Regions from separate parts of the Sus scrofa genome. Here region 1 is linked to region 2. Evidence: chromatin contacts called from public promoter capture Hi-C data. All regions are on one chromosome and are shown on one strand. The core of a region is the stretch at or near the end of the contact, and the rest is flanking DNA. Distances in the headings are between cores, read along the strand shown.

Region 1 (6,405 bases), core at 3,242-5,741, 460 kb after region 2:
TATTCCCAGCCAACTGAACAATAAATATCTGTTGAATAACTAGGTGGGTGAATGAAGAGATTGGTGATGGATATGTCTTCACTTAGTACAGTACCAACTATGAATTATGCTGTTTACAACCAATGAAGTATTATCTCAGTCCATGAGCATGCCACTCATTCAGTCATTTATTCAATAAACACTGAGCATTTGCTAGGTTCTAGGAACAGGATACTAAACTCTGGGGAGAATAACAAATGACTACTGTTTTGGCTCTGAAAGTGTAACAGAACAGGACCCCCACCCACCCCACCCCCATGTCCTCTGCTTGTCTGTCTTTTGTCTACAGAAAAACTTTAGTTAACGAATAAATTTAATCAGATAAGTGAGGAAAATACAGAAAGAAAGGAAAAGAGTCAAGCAAGACAAAATAATAATAGTTTAGCCTTAAACAAAGTCAAGGAACTTCAGTTCTTCCTCAGGGGCTATAGATAATATTTGAGCTCTTTTGCAGGTGCTGAAACCCCCACCAGGTGGAAGAAGTTAACTGTAATTGGCCCACAGGTATGAAGGCCCAGACCAGTTGGAACCAGGTTAATGATGTTGACTCCTGATTAGCTCACCACCAACCTATCAGAAGAATGTCAACAAGCTGATCACACAGCCCACAACCCCCCTCTCTCATCCTGTCTTTGAAAATACCTGAAAGCCTTCTGGAAGTTCAGGTACCTTAAGCACTAGCTGCCTAGACTTCTTGTTTGGCCCTGCAATAAATGATGCACTTTCCTTCACCACAATTCAGGGTGAATAGATTGGCTTTACTGTGCATGCAAAGGAGACTCAAGTTGGCTATCAGGGGAAGAAAGAAATCTGCTAAATCTTTTTAGGTTCAATATTTTAGATGCTATCAGGGGAAGAAAGAAATCTGCTAAATCTTTTTAGGTTCAATATTTTAGATGCTATCAAAACTACTCCAACTACCCTCACAATCGCACCATCTCAAACTCCAAGGAATGGGCTTGGTCTCTGCTTGGCTTTCCCCACAAAGTAGGGAAACTGGACAAACATGATGAAAGACACAGTTTCATAAGGTAGCGTCTAGAGAGCAGGAAGTATTTTTGCTAAGCTCAATATCTGAAGCAGGTTATCTAAGGAAGTAATTATTTTTAAATAGGGGCTTTCACATTACTTACAAAGCGCACTTTGTTGGCTTTCCTCCTTCCTCCCCCAAATCTTTACTTTCACTTTAATGTCTGGACCGACTGAACGGACGACACAGGTTAAGTCTGAACGAACTGACGAATCAACAAAACAAATTTCTACTTTCACGGAGCTCGCACCGTGGGACGGTTTGGTCAGGGTTGATAACTCAAAATAACCACCAGCACAGACGCAACCAAGAGTAGCGGATTTGAGGCGTGGTCCAGGGGCGGGCGCTAGAGAGGAAGGCGGGGCCGCTCTGGATTCCCTAGAGGTAGCCAATGGCCGCCTAGAAGGCGGAGCTTTTCAAACTGACTGGCATGGAAACCGACCGATAAAAACCTAATCTGGATGAACTGCTGAGGTCTGCCCAGAAGACTTTTGGCGCTGATGGATAGGAGGTGTGAGGTCAAGAGAATTTACTCATAGAAGCTGCTGTTTTCTAAACTGCGAGAGAGCGTTTCAATTTTTAAAAAACTGGTTCAGCCATACTAAGCACATATGGCTGGATATCAGCCCAGTTATAGCGGCTTTTTTTTTTTTTTTTTTTTTTTTTTTTTTTTGTCTGCCATGAACATCACCTCCTTTTGAGAAATGCTCTTTCCTATGTAATTCAAACAGGAGCTTTGCTATTTACTTGCAGACCTCTTCTCCTAAGCAACAATGTTTGGTCTGGGGTTGATACGAGCCACAGCTTGCTGGGACTGTTATTTATTCGTCTTCAGTACCTAGCTCAGTGCCTGGAATATAATTAGGCACTCAAGGATTGCTTAAAAAATAAATGGATACAAGCTTCTAACTCTTGCTTTCTTTGATCTGGCTTGTAAAATCTCTGCAACCTTTTGACTCTGCTTTAATGGAAAGTCTCATTTTGTTTTAGTAGCTTAAGTTGCTTTCAATATGTGCTTTACTCGATTTCTTTGTTAAGTTTTAAGAATTTGCTCTCTGATACTCAAATTTCTGTTTAACTTTTCCCCCCTAGTATAATGTTCACAAGCTCCAAAATTGTTGAATTTGACCCATTTCACAGTGTCGTCAGGTTTCAGGCAGACGAAGAATGTGGATAAATTTTATAAATTCTAAAGTTCTGAACAAATATTTGTTGGTGCCCTTTTCTCATTCAGTATAAAAAGTTGAGAATATTCTGTGTATTGATCCCGGTGTTTGCCATTCATTATTACCCAGTCCTTTATTGCCAAAAGGACCAAAGGGCAGGAGGGCAAAGGCAGTGTCTGCATGTGAATGAGATGATGCTGATTAAGTCAGAAGCAAAAGCCATTCAGGTTCTGGAGTTCCTGAGTGCTGGGCAGTTTCATACAGAGACTACTCTGGCATTCTCCTGATGGCCACTCATTGACCTAAGAAGACGCTGTCTTCTCTCAGGAATAATAAATTTAGTGTTTCTAAAGGGTGTCAGAATCATCTAAGAGGAAAAAAGTAAGCGGTATGAGTATGAATGTTGTTTCAAAAAAGGGTTGTTCTAGGGTGATTGCATTCCTCTATTTTTTTTTTTTTTTGGTTGTAACAGAAAATAAGCCAAAAAAAAAAAAAAAAAAGAAGGGAAGTTATTATAAACAAATAATGGTGGTTCATACAGTCCAGGGGCAAGGCTGCTTATAGGCCTTGGGAAGAGCCTAGAGCCATGAATTGGAAAGAGGATGGGACTCTGGGATTCTTGCTCCTATTCTGCTTCTCTGTGCCTTCTGCTTCTCTGATTCACGTAGACGTACTCTTAGTTAAAATATTTGTATTATTAATTTCCCATTATTGGAATTGTTCCAGCAGAGGCTGAATGACCATCATTTGAAACTATAGTAGAAGATATGTCCTTGTCAAGTGGGAGGAAGGGAATTAGATCAGGTTATATCTATGAGGTATTCTAAATGTAAGATTTTATCGGCTTAGGCTGCCATATACACAAGGATTGCCTTTAATTTTACTTTCTCACGGTCTCAATAGCACCATCAATTTCTTAGCCTTGCCTACATTGCAGCCCTTCATCTTTTGTCTGGAGTCAATCATTAGGTCTTCCTCCCAAAATCCTCTCAAGAAATAATATTAGGGAGTCCCCACTGTGGCAAAGTGGGATAAGAATCTGCATTGCTCAGGTTGCTGTGGAGGTGTGGGTTTGACCTCTGGCCTGGTGCAGTGGGTTAAGGGATGGGATTGCCACAGCTGTGGCATAGGTCAGCTTGAATTCAGTCCCTAGCCCAGGAACTTTCATAGGCAATGGGTGTGACCATAAAATTTAAAAAAAGAGAAATAATATCAGTTTTCCCCTAATGGCTGTAGAATTGAAGAAAAAGTAACAAAAGGATGAGCTCTTTAACATATGGATAAATGTTAAGACAGAGTTGTATCAGGATTAAGAGCATAGGCTTTGGAGTTCAATCCCAGTTCAAATTCGGCTCCCATTACTACTAGCTGTGTCACCTTGGAAAAATTACTCTCAGGCTTTTTTATCCAACTATGAATTGGGGACTAACACTAAATAACTTTACTCATTTTTTTTGGTTAAATAACTAGTATCTGTAAAGCACTTAGCAGTGTTTCTATTAATGTAAACACAATTAGTGCTCAATAAAGTGTAATTGATATAAGTAATAAAATACATTTGTATAATTTTTTTTAGTTTACAAAATATGTGCACCTACATTTTCATGTTAAATAATCACAAACATCCTGAGAGGCAGGAAATATCCTTGTTTTAAAGATGGGGACACCAAAAAAAAAAAAAAAAAGGTGGTAACACTTCCCCAAATAGAATTGTCTAGAGATTGCTCCAGTAAGGAGTGACTGTACAGTTACTGGAAGTTTTGCAAGGCTGTCCTGTACCTATCATGATACAGGTAGCAAAGACCCCAACATTTGGAAGAGTGACAGATCTATATGATTTCTGAAGTCCTGTAACTTGGTCATTTTCTCACACATGCAATACATATTTTTACCGAAAACTATTCAAGGACCTAGGGATACAGCATAAACAAACATGCAGAAAACTCCCAAACAGCATGTGCACACATATTTCTGCTTAGAAATAGAAAAATACAGAAAGTATTTTTATAGGATATATAATATAGAAAATTAAAAATTAAGGAGGAAAATACATAGCTTTATTTTCAGTTTTTTCACATACTCTTCATTTAAGTACCCATTAATTCCTACCCTCCTTCCCAGCCCTCTCCCCTGACTTAAAGTATCCAAACTAGGAAATCCTACTTCAGTTTGTGTGCCACGCCCCTTCAAGGGTCAAGGCTCAGAAGAGGCTGGAAATTCAGAAAAGTGGGCGGGGCCTTGGAAGTTTCTGAAGATGGAAGGAGAGACGGCGGAACTAGTGTTCCAGTAGTTGTGGTTCTCCGGGGAAGCCAATTCTGGGGACCGGTAGTGGAGAGCTCTGGACCTTGTTTCCGGCCACCTCAGCGGGAAGCGGAGACGCCAGCAGCTGGGTTTTCGGGAACTAAGGTAGAGGCATAACTGTTGTCGCGGCGAAGCAAGTCAAGACGCACCTACGGCCGTCCAGGCTAGTTTTGGGTCTCGGTAGTCTGTGAAGATGGTGTTGCTCACGATGATCGCCCGGGTGGCGGACGGGCTCCCGTTGGCCGCTTCGATGCAGGAGGACGAACAGGTAAGCTCCAAGATCCCCATGACCCCGAGTTCCTGCCGGAGCACTCAGCTCTCAGCGACTGATTCCTTTTTAAGACATGGAGACCCTTGTCGCCTCCCAGACATTCCTGACCCCTGCGAAGTGCTTTTTCTCTTTTGGCAGTGGAGAAGACTACTTGTTAGAAAAAATCCTTCCTGAAGGCGAAGGTAGATTTTTGTGTTACCTGTTCCTCTTAAGAAAAACGCTCTGGAGAAGGGATAGTTTAGCTGAGTGTGATCATCCAGTGCTTCGTTGAAATCAGGATTTTTAATTTTTCGCTGCTAATAAGGCTGACTGACAGGTCTTGGGGGAAATCAGCCCCTAAATTCTTTAACTGTTCTTACTGTAGCACCTGATCCTTGACCTAGCTTGCTGACATCTATTGAAAGTAGATGAGATAATATTGCCACATATATGCACCTGTTTGAAGGCGCCTGTTTGAAGTTCAGTACAGAGCCTTCTTTCAAAGTTATGCCCGATTCCCACCTCCTCCAATAAGCCTTACTAAATTCCTATTATTGGAATTAAAATCCCTGTGTCGACTCTTTACATTTATTTTACATTTTCCTTTTTCTTTCAATAAGTTGAGTTTCGTAGCAGGTAAATAACAAATGTTAGTCATCTTTGTGTCTCCTGTAGCTTTTGCTAGTAGATGCTCAGAAATGTGTTAATTTAAAAACAACAACTCCAGATATCTTGAAAGGAAGATGCTTTGTGCCTTAAAAATCACGAGGGAAACTCCTGGTGTGAGACAAGTTCATGGAGCATGGTTGGAAGTTTCCTGAAGAAAGGAGGCTGAGAGTGAAATTTATATAATTTATTTAAAGTGATCAACTTTATTTTACTTTCTCATGCAACCTAATAAAAATTTTTTTAAAAACCCTGAAGGCCTAAAAAAAAGACGAAATATAGAAAAAAAATTGTACATAAATTTTTTGACTTTTCATTCATATATCCATAAAAAAAAAAACCTTAATTAAACACATCAGCTGTACCAAGCCAGTGTTAATATAGGGGATTAAGGGACATAGTCCCTACTTTCATGGAGTTTACAGTTTAGTGGAAAAATGAGCTAACGAACAATTAAAACGTAGTAAAACTACAACAGAAGAGGAAGAAGTTTCTGTGGTTGAAAATGGAAAAGTTACCTAAATTGATTTTGCAAGATCAGGAAAGTCTTCCCAGAAGAAAATGGCATCGAAGCTGACAGTGTCTCCTGATAAGGAAAGCTTCTATTTGGTTATGAGCTTTTTTAGGTTTGATTTGGAAATATGTTTAAACTTCCACTTTTAGGAGAATATTGATAACGGATTATAAAGTTGCTTTGCTTAGCAGGTCATGCTACATGAAATATTTTCTATTCATTCCACAAAACCATGCCTAATTTGGTATAAAATTTGAAAAATAGAGCATACCTTGAATTTTCAATTGTGAAAAAAAAATTCTCTTCTTCAACATTAAACATTTTATAGGACTATGCAGAAAGGGTGAAATTGTTAAAATGAATGTAGGAACATGCTTTTTAGGGAGATGGTGTGGATAAGTTTTCCTTGAAGGATATGTAGTTTGACTAAGAAATAGTT
Region 2 (6,003 bases), core at 915-3,414:
CAATACATTAGAAGGATTGTACATCATGATCAAGTGGGATTTCTCCCAGGGATGCAAGGGTTCTTCAATATCCGCAAATCCATCAGTGTGATACACCACATTAACAAACTGAAGAATCAAAGTCCAATCTAACACCATAAAGTTCTTCCTCAGTTTTTCCCATTTCCTATTTTTGTCCTTCTCCTCCCAAGCTGCTAACCTTGACTCCTGACAATATTAATGTTTTCACTGATTTGCTCTAGCTTACAATACACACAAAACATAATTATTATACCAATTCTACGACCAATGGTTAAACCCACTAGATAAAGTTCAAGATGTCGTTAGGATGTACTCCACCGTGAGTAATTCAAAATGCACTTGACTTAATCATATTCTATGTGGTTCTCTTACCTTTCTTTTGGTTTGTCTTTGTAGGACTGCACCGGCGGCATATGGAGGTTCCAGACTAGGGAATCCCAGCTACTGGCCTACGCCATAGGCACACCACATATGCCAGATTCCAGCTGCATCTGCAACCTATACCACAACTCAAGGCAACACGGGATCCTTACCCCACTGAGCAAGGCCAGGGATAGGACCTGTGTCCTCATGGTTCGGCAGAGCTACCATGGGAATCCCAGTTATAGTATCATTTGATATGTACTTATATTCATTTGTTCTACTTTTATTTTTCAGGTTTTTTTGTTTGGTTTGTCTTTTTTAAGGCTGCACCCGGGCATATGGAAGTTCCCAGGCTTGGGATCCAATCAGAGCTGCAGCTGCCGACCTACACCACAGCTCACAGCAACGCTGGATCCTTAGCCCACTGAGAAGGGCCTGGGATCCAACCCGTGCCCTCATGGATACTAGTCGGGTTGGTTACTGCTGAGCCACCATGGGGAACTTCTTATTTTTCAGTTTTCAGTTTAGCTTTTTCATCCTCTTTTGGAATATGTACAATAGTGACATGACTTTAAAAATGAAAATTGTATTACGATACACTTAGAAAAAAGCCCCTTCTGGAGTTCCCGTGGTGGCGCAGTGGTTAACGAATCCGACTAGGAACCATGAGGTTGCGGGTTCGATCCCTGCCCTTGCTCAGTGGGTTAAAGATCCGGCGTTGCCGTGAGCTGTGGTGTAGGTTGCAGACGCGGCTCGGATCCCGCGTTGCTGTGGCTCTGGCGTAGGCCAGTGGCTACAGCTCCGATTCGACCCCTAGCCTGGGAACCTCCATATGCCGCGAGAGCGGCCCAAGAAATGGCAAAAAGACAAAAAAAGAAAAAAGCCTCTTCTATCTCTTCATCTTAGACTGAGTATGGCCCAGGGTTGTCTGACTATTCTGGCAACTACTGCACCCCACTACTGTGCGCGGTACCCCACTATCCATCCACAAGGGGCCCATAAGGGGAACTTTTTCCCAATTGAAGCCCTAAAAGAGAATAATGCTGGCGGTTCAATGACGTCGGATTTGACCAACCAGCCAGGAGCTGCGCGGAACCCAAGTTTCCTAACTTCGGAGTCACCCCAGCCCCAGGACGGTATGGGGCGGGCAGAAGTCTCGCGCTGTCGGGGCCTCAAGCTCTGGCTGTGGACGCTGGGCTACTGTCTCCATCAAAGAACCCCCAGAAGGTCCTGACCTGAGAGGCACTCGGGCTTCTCTCGTTGATGGAAAATGTTCCTCACCTTCCGGTCAGACTGTGGCCGCTCTTCCCCACGGTCTGATAGCCTGTGCTGTGTACCGGGGCGGGAGAAGGGAAAGTGAAGAGGAGTGGTAGTGAAGGGGATGAAGGAAGCGGGAAGGAGGAGGAGGAGGACAGCATGGAACCCGGGGAGGAGAGAGGGGGATCGAGAACCGAGTGGGGGGACGAGAGAGGGGTCACCAGAAAGTCCCAGGGGCTGTTCTGAGGAAGTTCAGAGTTCTCAGGGCAGTGGGAAGAGGACAGTTACAAAGGAGAAAGGAATTTTTCTTCCGGCGGAAATCCTACCTCAGGGCAGAACATTCTAGAAATGCCGCAGAGCAGACAGACCTGGGGGAGGCCCGAAAGCCCTGCCCTGTCGCCGACCCCAATGGATTTCTTCTCATCCTCGAGGTTCAACTCTGAAGGGCGGCCGAGGGCGGGCGATGCCGGCCCCTCCCGGCGTGGTCGCGGAGGAAGCGGGCTGGGGGCGGCCGAGGAGCGCGCCGGGCGGGAGGCGGGGCCTGGGCCCGGCCCGGGCCCGCGGGGCTGCGTGGGGCCTGGCTCAGCAGCCGGACCCAGTGAACTATGGGCGGTTCCATGGTGTAATGGTGAGCACTCTGGACTCTGAATCCAGTGATCCGAGTGCGAGACTCGGTGGGACCTTGTCCTTGAGATGAGGTCCAGCTGTCTCTTTCTGCGCAGCCGGAATTCAGTCTCCTCCCCAGAAGAACTCGCGCTTCAAAGGTGCGCTGAGTGGACATGCTTTCCCTTCCTAGAGGGCCCCTCTGCCCGGCTTTCAGACTGCACGGTCTGGGTCCTGGGAAGGGGGCTCCGCGACACCCCCAACCCCACCTCCGGCTGGGGCCCTCCAGCTCCTGCCGCCGTAGGCCCATCGCAGCCGCGTTCCCAGGGTTTGGCCGCCTCCTGCTCAGGGGTCAGAGTCCCAGAAACTGGCAGACCACACGGACGTGGAGGGCAGGGGAAGTGGGACGAGCCCGGGGTGTTCTCGCTGGACCCGGCAGGCTCTGCCGGGCGCTGGCATCCAAGGCGCAGCTGTCAAGGGGCACAGCGACGGAGCCAGTGCCACCTGCTGGTCGGGTCACCCTGGGTCTCCCGGGTAAAACGTAGAGGCTGCGCCCACTGAATCCCGCACCGAGAGGGCGCTTCACACCGCGCGCCTTGTAACTGTACGGATGTCTTGTTTCTACACAGGTAGAAAATAGTGCAATGATGAAATAGCGTTTCTGAGCTCATTCTTGGGGTGGTGAGACTAACTTTCTGACTCATGGGTTCAAGCGGAAGGTTGGATGTATTTCATTTTATTTTCCTTTGTCCTTTCCTACGGTTACCAATAGAATCTCAAGCTTCTGAGTTCTGTTGAGACCACTAGGAGCCACAGTTGTCCTAAACTTTGTACTTGGGTCTGGGGTTGAAGAGTTTTAACTAGGGACCCACCCCCACCCCCACCCCCACCCCCGCCGCCGCCGCCCCGGGCGCGCCAGCTGGAAAGGCAGCTACTGTGCCTGTCAGCTGCTTTGCTTGCTGCACACCACCCTTCTTGTAATCTTGTAGCAACTTCGTGCCTTGGGGTCCTTGTTTCAGTTTCGTAGGCAGGAACACTGCTGCCTAAAGGGAGAGGTCCGGGGCTACCTGCATAGGAAAACCTCGAGGTCTGTATTGTGTAAAAGTTACCCAAAACAAGACTCGGTGCTCAGACTCTGGAGGTGACTCCTCTGAGCCTGCAAGGGTGCTGTTCTGTATCTTCTGGTGCCATTTGTATCTTTCGGCTGCCACAATTTCTTCAACAGGGTAATCTCCTTAAACCCTAAACCCTGCTCCCCAGAAAGCGATCCCTGCTTAGAGAGTCCTTGTCCTTAACCCACGGCAGCAAGGTCTGGGCTCCTAAGGAGGGGAAAGTGAGATGAGCCAGAGAAGCTTTGAGGGTCAAGTCCTGAACTCGCAAGGCTCCCCCTGCAACCTTCTGGATTCCGCTCCAAGAAGACACCACTGAAAAAGGTCATGACTTTTTCCTTCTATTCATAGAAAATTTTACTGGAAAGGTCTGAAGGCCCTTCTTACCTAAAGTGTCTTCTGCCACCAAAGAGCATCGATTCACCCAAGAATATTTTCTACCTAGAAAGCCTGAAGCTGCTCCACATTGATTTTCACTGCATTTCCTTTTGCTTTTTGTGGGGATACTGTAGGTTAGGTAAATCCTTTGTAATGTGTGGTGGCTAAATTAGGCACACTGTTGGTTTCCTTAAAGTTAACTGGCAGGTACCCCCTCCTCCCCACTCCCCCTTCTCTTCCCTTGCAGACTGTTTGCCTGCAGGGCCTGAGGAAGTTCAGAACACACAAGTCAAGTTCTGCTGCTGGAGGTTCCATCATCAGTGATGTGCACATCCAGGAATTCGAGGTTTGTCCAGCAGACCATGTAAAGGAAGACTTCATGGAGGTGATCAACATGCTTCTCCACAGCAAGCCAGACAATTCTTCCCCTAATCCTTCATTCAGGTCCTCTACCTCCTCTCCTTAAGGAACATTTAGTCCTTATTTAATTTTTAGTTTTTAAATGAAATTTCAAGTTTGTAAGTAGGCCTTATCCCCTCTGTATCTGCCAATATCTCCAGCTGCCAATGCATTAGGCATCCTGGATCTCCATCATATTCCTACGTCGTGCCTGGAGTTTTTTCTCTGCCTCAGAGAGAAGACATCCCTTCCTTTCTCTAGCCCATCAAAACTGCCCTAGCTCAGACCAGTACAGGCCCCTCACTAGTCTTACCACCCGCCTCCTCCTCATATCTCTTTGGGAGAGGCAGAGTCCACTTTGCCTACAGACCCTCCTCTGTCTCCAAAGTTGCGGCTCTAGCACTTTGTTATATTCCATTATTAATTCTGGCAGGTTTTTGGGGGGTAGATTCCTTAGGATTTTCTACACACACAATTATGTCAAAGATAGGTTTTACTTTTCCTTATCTTTAAGGCTTTTACTTAATTTTCTTGCCTTAAGGCTTTGGCCAGACTTCTGATGCAATGTCAGAAAGAAGTGATGAGAACTACTATCTTTTCCTTTTCTCCAGTGTTCGGAAGATGGTGTTCAGGCTTTCACCATTAGATATAAAGTTAGCTGTAGGCTGTTCATAGATGCCCTTCATCAGATTAAGGTATTTTCCTTCTATTTCTAATTTACGTAGAACTTTGAACATGAGTGGGTGTTGAATTTTGTGAAATATTATTTTTTCCATTTATTAGAATGATCAAGAATTTTTAACCTTAATTTTCTTTCTTTTTTCTTTTTTTTTTTTTTTTTTTTGTCTTTGCTATTTCTTGGGCCACTCCCGCAGCATATGAAGGTTCCCAGGCTAGGGGTCGAATCGGAGCTGGAGCCACTAGCCTACGCCAGAGCCACAGCAACTCGGGATCCGAGCCGCGTCTGCAACCTACGCCACAGCTCACGGCAACACCGGATCCTTAACCCACTGAGCAAGGGCAGGGACCGAACCCGCAACCTCATGGTTCCTAGTCGGATTCGTTAACCACTGCGCCACGACGGGAACTCCTTAATTTTCTTAATGTTATTAATTACATGTTACTATTCTATTGTTAAAAGTAATGTTACATTCCTAAGATACACCCGACTTGGTCTCGATGTATTATCCTTTCTATACATTATTAGTTTTAGCTTGCTAATAACTTGTGGTGGTTTTTGTATCTGTGTTCATAATATTAATTTGTAATTTTCTTACCTTGAAATGTCCTTTTGCAGCTGTTTTGGAACGAGATCCTACTGGTCTCACAAATGAGTTTGGTAGTGTAATCTTCTCTTCCATATTATCTGACAGGCTTTGTGTTAAGATTGTTATTTTTTCTTCCTTAAATGTTTGATAGAATTCACCAGTGAAGGCATATGGGCCTAGAGTCTACTTTGTAAGAAGACAAAACTATGTATTCGATTACTTTCCCACATATAGACCTCTCCAGATTTTCCATTTCTTTGTGATTAACTTTGTAATTTCTTTTTCCAGACATTTGTACATCTAAGTTGCAAGGTTTATTCTCCTAAATGGTTTTCATAATATATCCTTACAATAGGATACAATAAGCAATATCTTATTGTAGTAGCTTAGGACCTGTGGTGATATCCTCCTTTATTTCCTGATACTGCTTATTTCTCTCTCTCTCTCCCTCCCTCCCCCTCTTTCTTAGTTTGTCTTGCTAAATTTATTAATTTTTTCAAAAACTTCTCTTCTGCTTCCGTTGTTTTCCTTTATTGTTTCAGCATTTTGTGTTTTATTTATTTCAGTTTCTACCTGTATTATTTCCTTCCTTCTACTTACTTTGG

Evidence for each region. Promoter capture Hi-C pulls out the DNA fragments that hold promoters and counts their contacts.
Region 1: a promoter capture Hi-C map of liver shows a contact between it and region 2, with 3 times the contacts expected there. The contact joins the promoter of LOC100157002 here to the promoter of CHD1L in region 2. A contact is called at or near these places in 1 of 5 promoter capture datasets (liver) and 1 of 2 datasets of contacts at active chromatin or transcription factors (alveolar macrophages).

The regions. Positions count from the first base shown.
Region 1 is chr4:100,876,352-100,882,756 of Sscrofa11.1, forward strand. It overlaps LOC100157002 (vesicle-trafficking protein SEC22b), which reads left to right and starts at 4,492. Exons shown (of 5, transcript XM_003484218.4): 1 at 4,492-4,804. The coding sequence starts at 4,730. It overlaps LOC110260433 (a long non-coding RNA gene), which reads right to left. Exons shown (of 3, transcript XR_002343722.1): 3 at 5,508-5,617.
Region 2 is chr4:100,423,564-100,429,566 of Sscrofa11.1, forward strand. CHD1L (chromodomain-helicase-DNA-binding protein 1-like) reads right to left here and starts at 2,165. Exons shown (of 24, transcript XM_013993372.2): 1 at 1,968-2,165. It overlaps TRNAQ-CUG (a tRNA gene), which reads left to right and starts at 2,253; the gene lies at 2,253-2,324.